Regions from separate parts of the Mus musculus genome. Here region 1 is linked to region 2. Evidence: chromatin contacts called from public promoter capture Hi-C data. All regions are on one chromosome and are shown on one strand. The core of a region is the stretch at or near the end of the contact, and the rest is flanking DNA. Distances in the headings are between cores, read along the strand shown.

Region 1 (3,411 bases), core at 717-3,216, 5.6 Mb before region 2:
GTTGGGAATTTTAAAGAACTTTCCCAAATGGCGCAGGCCTCTTTGACTCAGGTCTAAAACTGGTGAGGAAGAAAAGATGACCCCTTCAAAGTCCATTTGATCATCACCCTCTCTGGAAAAGTGATCGGGGAAGCTCTTGGTGGCGGCAGCAGCATCATCCTTGAGATCTTTAGCAGCCTTGGGGTCTTTAGCAGCCTTCTCGGCCACTGCTTGGGGGCTGGTGTCCTCCATGTGATGCGCTCCAGTGGCCACTGCTCATCCTTCTTGGTATGGAGTCACCTGGAAACAAGGGGGGTGGGGGTGGTGTGTGTGTCTTAGCAACCAGAAGTCACACGGGGGTGGGGGGGTGGGGGGAGGGGGGATGGACTCGAGTTGCTGAAAAAGCAACAGTACTATGAATTTAGCTTTAAACTTGTAAATGCTGGGACATAAGGAGGTACTGGTTATATTCTTTGCTCCTCACGCTGTACCACAAAGTTTGAAGAAGAGAATGACAATTATGATTCGAGAAGGGGGGCTCAAGTAGTCTGGGCTGGCCTCCAACTCACTGTGGTGAACTTCTAACTCCTGATCTTCCTGTATGCACCTCCAAAGTGCTTAGATGACAAGCAAACAGCCACCTGACTACAGTCTAACTGGAAGATACCAGTGGAAACAAGCATCCAGGATGAAAACACCGGGGGACTTTTCAAGTTTGCAAAACACCTGTAAGATGGGAAGAGATAAGACAGTTTCCTATTTCCACCCTGGAAATTCCTCTGCTTCTTGTATCCAAGACTCTGAAGTCAGGAAGCCAACCCCTGCCTCCCACACTGGCCCAGACCAGACCAAAGAGGTATCTAGGTGGGCACTAGGGAAAAACCTGGGCAATGACAATCTTGCATCTTAGTTCAATAATCCTGTTGCTTAGCCAGGGTATTACTTGCAAAACCATCCAAGCAAAGAGGATGGCTGAAAGATCTGCCAAATGCTGGCACACTTTCCTAGTTTCACTCTCCTTTAAGGAGCGGGTGACTTTTCAGTTAAGGAGCTGGTCTTAAAGGTGTACAATTCATGGGGAACCTAGGTCTGCGTTGGCAGGAGATATGCCACCCCCCCCCCCAAGCTGGGTAATGGGTCTCCCTAAGGTCTCCAAGCCTTTGCATAGTCTACGGCTTATTGTATTTTTTTTCTACACCTTGGAATTAGGAGGAAAGATTCTGCCTCCATCAAATTACATTGTAAGGAAAATGTGTGGACAAGAGGGAGGCAGGGGACTAGTGATGCTGTTTCCAGACTGGGCTGGTAGGGGAACTCGACTTTTGGACCTCAATCCCATCTTCCCAGGTGCGGCCACTGTAAAAGGGTAGGGGATCTAGTCATAGTTCTCTCCCACCACCGCGCCATCAAAGGCTGACGTTCACAGGACCCCCAGCAGACCAGACTCACTGCTCTGTGAGTCTGTGGCGGTCTCCTCAACCCAACCCAGCGTCTACTCCCGCCCGCCAGACTGTGACCCCGCCCCACAACCTGGTGGCCGGGTCCCATCCAGTGCAGCCGGCTAGCGGTGACTGACGTAACAGCTATCCCACCCTCCAGCCCCGTTGCTCTTCCCCGCCCACCTGCGACTCCGCCCTGACACGTCGGCTGCCCCGCCTCCGAGAGGCTCAGGCACCACCTAACAAACCAGCGAGCTGCGCGGTTTACCAGGTCGCCATGGAGACGCTGCTGCGGTACGGAGGCCGGAAGGCATCAAGTCGCAGGTCTGGCTTGGGATAGCTTCGGTGCGCGTGCGCTTACCGCCTCTTATGCTGGAGGTGGGCGACAAGGCCAGAAAGAAACTTCGAGAGGATGGGCTGGTGGATTCGGGGAGGGCTTGGGGACCCGAAGGAGGTCGAGTGATGCTTCTGCTGACCAGACCGTCTTCCAGGGCCATGGACCCTCGGGCCTCAGGCCTCTGGAACTGACCGCTGCCCTCCGCGCCTGCGCAGAAGCAGCTGCCGCAGTGCTGCGCTCTCGGCTTCCCAGGCTGGTGCCGGGTTTGCTGGCCCTTTTGTCCTGGGGCCTGGATCTGCACAGACTCTCCTAGTGTGGAAACTTGGAGGCTGTCCTTTTCCATTTAGAAACCTGCAGAGCAGGGTATTCTGGGAGGCAGGTCAACCAAGTCCATAGACCCTAAACCTTTAGAGAAAAAGGATCCCTCCCGAAAAGAGAAATTACGGGAACGTGGTAAACTGCCTTAGTATCAGATCTGGTGGGGATAGAAGGCCCGCTGCGGATTCTAGAGGATCCTGACCAATGAAGTGATATGGGTCACTCCTTTCTGGGGGCCAGAAGTTGAGATCTTAGCAATTTCCACCGTTTTTAGTGAGTAATGTGTCACACACAGAGCAACATGACACGTCATCAATTCTAAGGGAAACTATCGGAAATGAACTGGCCTGGACATTGAATTATGCCCTTAGCTAACGTGCTCAGTGATATAATCTTGCTAAACATTTTTGAAGTAGCAAAGCAGGATGGAACTGAAAGTATAAGATGGGACCAAAGTGGAAGTCTAGATCCAAAACAACAGCAAATTTTGTTTACTCAGGCCAGCAAGATGAGTTAATGCTTAGAACCTAGGTAGGGGAGAACCAATTCCACAGAGTTGTCCTGTGGTATCCCCTATATGAATGCAATAATAAATTTAAATAATAGAATAGAATTTTCAATTCATTTACTAATATATTCTTTAGGACTGAAAGTGAGATGGGAGTAAGTTGTAAGAAAATATCCCCAAACAAGAAAACAAGAAAACCTAGGAAACTCAAGAGTTGTGGGAGCCCAGTAGCCCTCTGATCAAATGTCTCCTGATGTCCCTTCAACACTGCAGAGATGGCGGCTGGCAGCTGGAATCCCCCCGAGTGTTCCATTGGTTACAGGTTGCTAAAGCTTGGGGTCAAGAGGTGCTGTGAGGAGCGTTAGGATACAGAGCAGGCAGGGCATTCCTGCCTGGCCACACAGGCCATCAGAGAGGCCCCTTTCTGGTGGCTCTCAGTGGAATGCTTGCCACGTACTCATGGGATCACCAGAATCCATTTAAAAAGTTCAGGTGCAGCAGTGTATGCCTATAATTCCTGTTCTTGGAGACAGGCAAGCGGATTCTGAGGGCTCACCGGCCAACCAGCCTCAACCACTGTGGAGCTCTAAGCCAGTGAGACCCTGTGTCAAAAAACAAAACAAACAAGTTAACAGCTCCTTAGGAACAACACCCATAGTTGACATTCAACCTCTACATATGTACATATACCCACCCACATATGTGTGCAGATATGTACACACACACATGCACACGCACACAAGTACACATGCTCCACCTTTCCTGCTACTAGGAAAATAGAATTATATCCAAAATTAGACATTAATTTATACACATTTGATTGGCAAAAT
Region 2 (3,560 bases), core at 358-2,857:
CTGAAATCTTCTTACTGTACCATGGACTTTGGATGACAACTATATTCTTTTACTAAAAATATCTGAGCAAGTGAACATGCATCTCCAATTGAACTGCGAAGCAGCTTTCAGAGCTTCGAGCCGGGGTTGAGAGGGAGGGAAAGAAATGCCAGCGATTAAAATTTACCTTGAAAACGGCTTGCTTTTCTTACTATTGCCAAGAATGGTGGTTCCTGCTGGCCCTAGTTTGGCACTCTCTCGTAACCAGTTGGCAGGTGGGAGTTTCAAGTCTGTTTTTTCTTCGAGACGTGCAAACGCTGTTCGAGGAGGGGCAGAAGAGTATTTTACCACAGCTCTGCTTTTCACTTCGTTGCCTCCAAGAAATAAGGCCGATCCCTAAATAACATATGGAATGAAGCTTTAATGAACACTGCCAGGAACGACAATCTCACTTTCATAAAAATGAATTAAGAACCCACCAAATCAGGATTCACAAGGAGCCTCAGCTGCGTGTCAGCTCTAACACTTAATAAACAAGCTTAAATTACGCTTACTTAGCTGTTTTTCACGAAACTAAAAAAAAAAAAAAAAAAAAAAAGGATCAATCAAGAAGTGGACAGGGGCCAACCAACCTGCTTTTTAAAAATCTGGGCATAGTAGTTGCAAACACAAGCTTCAAGCACTCTGGAGGCAGAGGCACAAGGGCCAGTGCAAGGTCTACGTCCAGCTTGACTGCCCGGTCTGCATAACCAGTTCCACACCAGCCAAGACTCAACCCGGTACGATGAGTCACAGAAAAATGTAGACTCAGAAACTAAGTGCGCTCAACTGTGTCCTGTCAACCGCATGTAAAACGAGCAAGACTTCTGTACGGTTCTAATGGAATATTTTTAAGTAGCATAAGTCAATGACAAACGTCATTTGCAGGACGTGTTTATTTTTACCAAACACACAGCGATTGATCGGTAAGCTCATCGCATCCCATTCTACATTAGCTCCGTAGCTGACCCTACACCCACCCGGGCATGCTCAATGTCTGGACCCGCTGTTCGACTCTCCTTCGAGAACCCTTCCAGGCGTTGCAAATTCTCTGTGCCCTCCCTGGGTCCGTCCCTCTCTCCTCTGCCTGCCTTCGGCGGGCTGTGACACACACACACTCTATAGCCCGTCCACTGGCGCCGAGTGCGAAGCCAGGGGTGTTGCGCATTGCAAGCAAACGCCTGCCTGCACACCCGACGACAGGCTCGCCTGGTGATTCATTCCGTACTAGAGGTGCTAAGGAGGCGTGGAAGAAAGTTCCAGAAGCCCCACGTCCCCCTCCCAGGCCCGCAAACCCCCCAAGCCCCTGCAGGTCGCGCTCCGCCGCCGCCGCCTCTCACCTGTGCAGAAGGCTCCTCGGAGTCCGCCTGGGACAGGAGGCTGAGCCCTCCTCGGGCGGCCGCCCCTGAAGGAGAAGCCTCGGCTCCTGCTTCCTTGGGGTCCCCCATCATTTCCGACCCTGGGGAGGCGACCAGACGCGCGAGCCCTGGAGGCGGCGACAGGAACGCGGGCCCAGAGTCGCAGGAGAACCTCAGAGCGAGCGACTCGGACACTCAGCGGCTCGCACTTCCGGCGGCTGCCAGGAAGAGCTCGAGGTAGCGCGATGAAATCTCGCGAGATTCACCCAAAGGTCCAGCCCGTCCTCCGGCTCTGGCTCCTCCTTCGCGGTCCGGGCAGGAGCTGCCGCACGCCGTTGCCTGTCACACCATTAGGGCGGACACTTCTCGCGATACACGCCTCCCGGGCTCCTCCCCCTCGCTCGTGGCCGGTCTTTGTTGGCAAACAGTTAATGAGACTTGAGTCAAAGTCGCGGTGGCTGGGGTGGGGCGGTGCCGCCTTGGGTATTCGCGTAATCAAAGCTGGTGGCATCAAGGCCCTCGCAGGCGGCCGCTCTCTTGGGGCTTCTCCGAGTTGCACACGCGCGGGGACCTCCGTGGGTCTCAGCACCCTCAGATCAGTGGGGCTGAAGCAAGGAGAGAGAAGCCATCAGTCTGTTTAATCGGTTTCTAGGCAGCGCTCATGCAGCCCTGGCTGGTTTCGAACTCGCAAAATAGCCGAGAGTGACCTTGAACTTGACACTCTGCCTCCAGCTCCCGAGGGCTGGGGTTTCTTTCTGCCCGAGGATGGAACCCAGGGCTTCGTGTAGGCTAGGCAAGCACTCGGAGCTACATTTCCACCCTGCACCCAATAACAGACAAACTGCTACATTCCTCATAAAACATATATATTTGAGGTAAAAGGTTTTGTTTTATGTCGAGGTATTACGTTTTGGGTTTTTTTTTTTTTTTTTTTTTTTTTTAAATGTGTTTTGAGTGCTTTGGCTGCGTGTGTGCATGCAGTGCCCGCAGAAACCAGAAGAGGGCATCAGATCTCCTGGAACGGGAGTTACACGCAGTTGGGAGTTGTGGGCTGTGGGTGCTAAGCTGTGTCCTCTGCAAGAGCAGAAAGTGCTCCTAATGGCTGAGCCAGGACGGAGGTATACGTTTTCAGTTTTCAGTGTTTTGGCCTTTGCAATTATTTAGCCATGCCAGGTTATAATTTTCCTTAGTCTCTAAAAACCCAGTAACTGAAAAACTTTAGGAGTTCTCGGAGAAAGCAGATGCAGTCTGCAAATTGCTTTCATGCAAAACAAGACATTTTTATGAATTAACTTTTTGGTGCATATTTTGCAGATCCTTACTTTAAAGCATGTTTTGTGATTTTTTTTTAAACTACTCTGTATTTAGAGCCAGTTTTTGTTTGTTTGTTTGTTTGTTTGTTTTGTCCTTTTCGTTGTTTATTACATCAGAGGCTAGCAGGCTCGTCACATAAAAGCTTGTGCCAAACAAAACTGAGGGCCCGAGTTCCATGTCATCCCTGGACCCCACTGTAGAAGGAGAGAACTGACTCTGGAAAGCTCCCCTCTGGCCGTCACATGTCCTGTGGCATGAACACACACACAATAATAATACAGAGATCTGAATAAGACCTATGTAGCTAACACAAAAAGATTAAACTTTGAGTACTTAAAAATAAACCCTGTATATCCATTAACTCACGTTACAGGAATATTTTTTTTTACAGGAATATTTTTAAAAATTAAATTGCACATCATAGTATGTTAAATGATAAGCAAATATTTAAAAAGTAATATGGTCCCAATTTGAAAATCCATCTGTTTCTGAAATGGAAATCTCTGGTTGTTTTTGTGTCTCTAAATGAACAGATTCATGTAAGAAAGAAATGATTTACATTTAGTCTAACATTTTTCTATTTTTCTTTCTTGTTTCATATTTAATTTTATTAACACTTCTACAAATATAAGTTAGGTTCTGATAACCTTACAGTTTTGTCATTTATTAATAACGATGTATCAGTAAGAATTTACTGAGGTAGTATAGTAGTGGGTTTTTTTTTCTTCGGGACTCAAATATTGTACAAATTTCTTGAGATGCTAACATGTGGATCCTTTTTAATGATGCTTAGTAGGAAAATGTGCTACTAGTACCCTACAAAAAGGAGAAATGAAGGAAGCAGAAGTGAGAGCTCGGTATACAGAACAG

What was found. Promoter capture Hi-C pulls out the DNA fragments that hold promoters and counts their contacts.
Region 1: a contact with region 2 is called in a promoter capture Hi-C map of pre-B cells, with 4 times the contacts expected there. The contact joins the promoter of Lrrc27 here to the promoter of Edrf1 in region 2. A contact is called at or near these places in 1 of 39 promoter capture datasets (pre-B cells) and 1 of 484 Hi-C or Micro-C datasets (CD4 T cells).

The regions. Positions count from the first base shown.
Region 1 is chr7:139,211,543-139,214,953 of GRCm38.p6, reverse strand. It overlaps Lrrc27 (leucine rich repeat containing 27), which reads right to left and starts at 1,966. Exons shown (of 11, transcript NM_027164.1): 1 at 1,687-1,966; 2 at 1-279. The coding sequence starts at 231. It also overlaps a transcript of Stk32c not described here.
Region 2 is chr7:133,635,722-133,639,281 of GRCm38.p6, reverse strand. It overlaps Edrf1 (erythroid differentiation regulatory factor 1), which reads right to left and starts at 1,607. Exons shown (of 25, transcript NM_178115.4): 1 at 1,359-1,607; 2 at 167-375. The coding sequence starts at 1,469.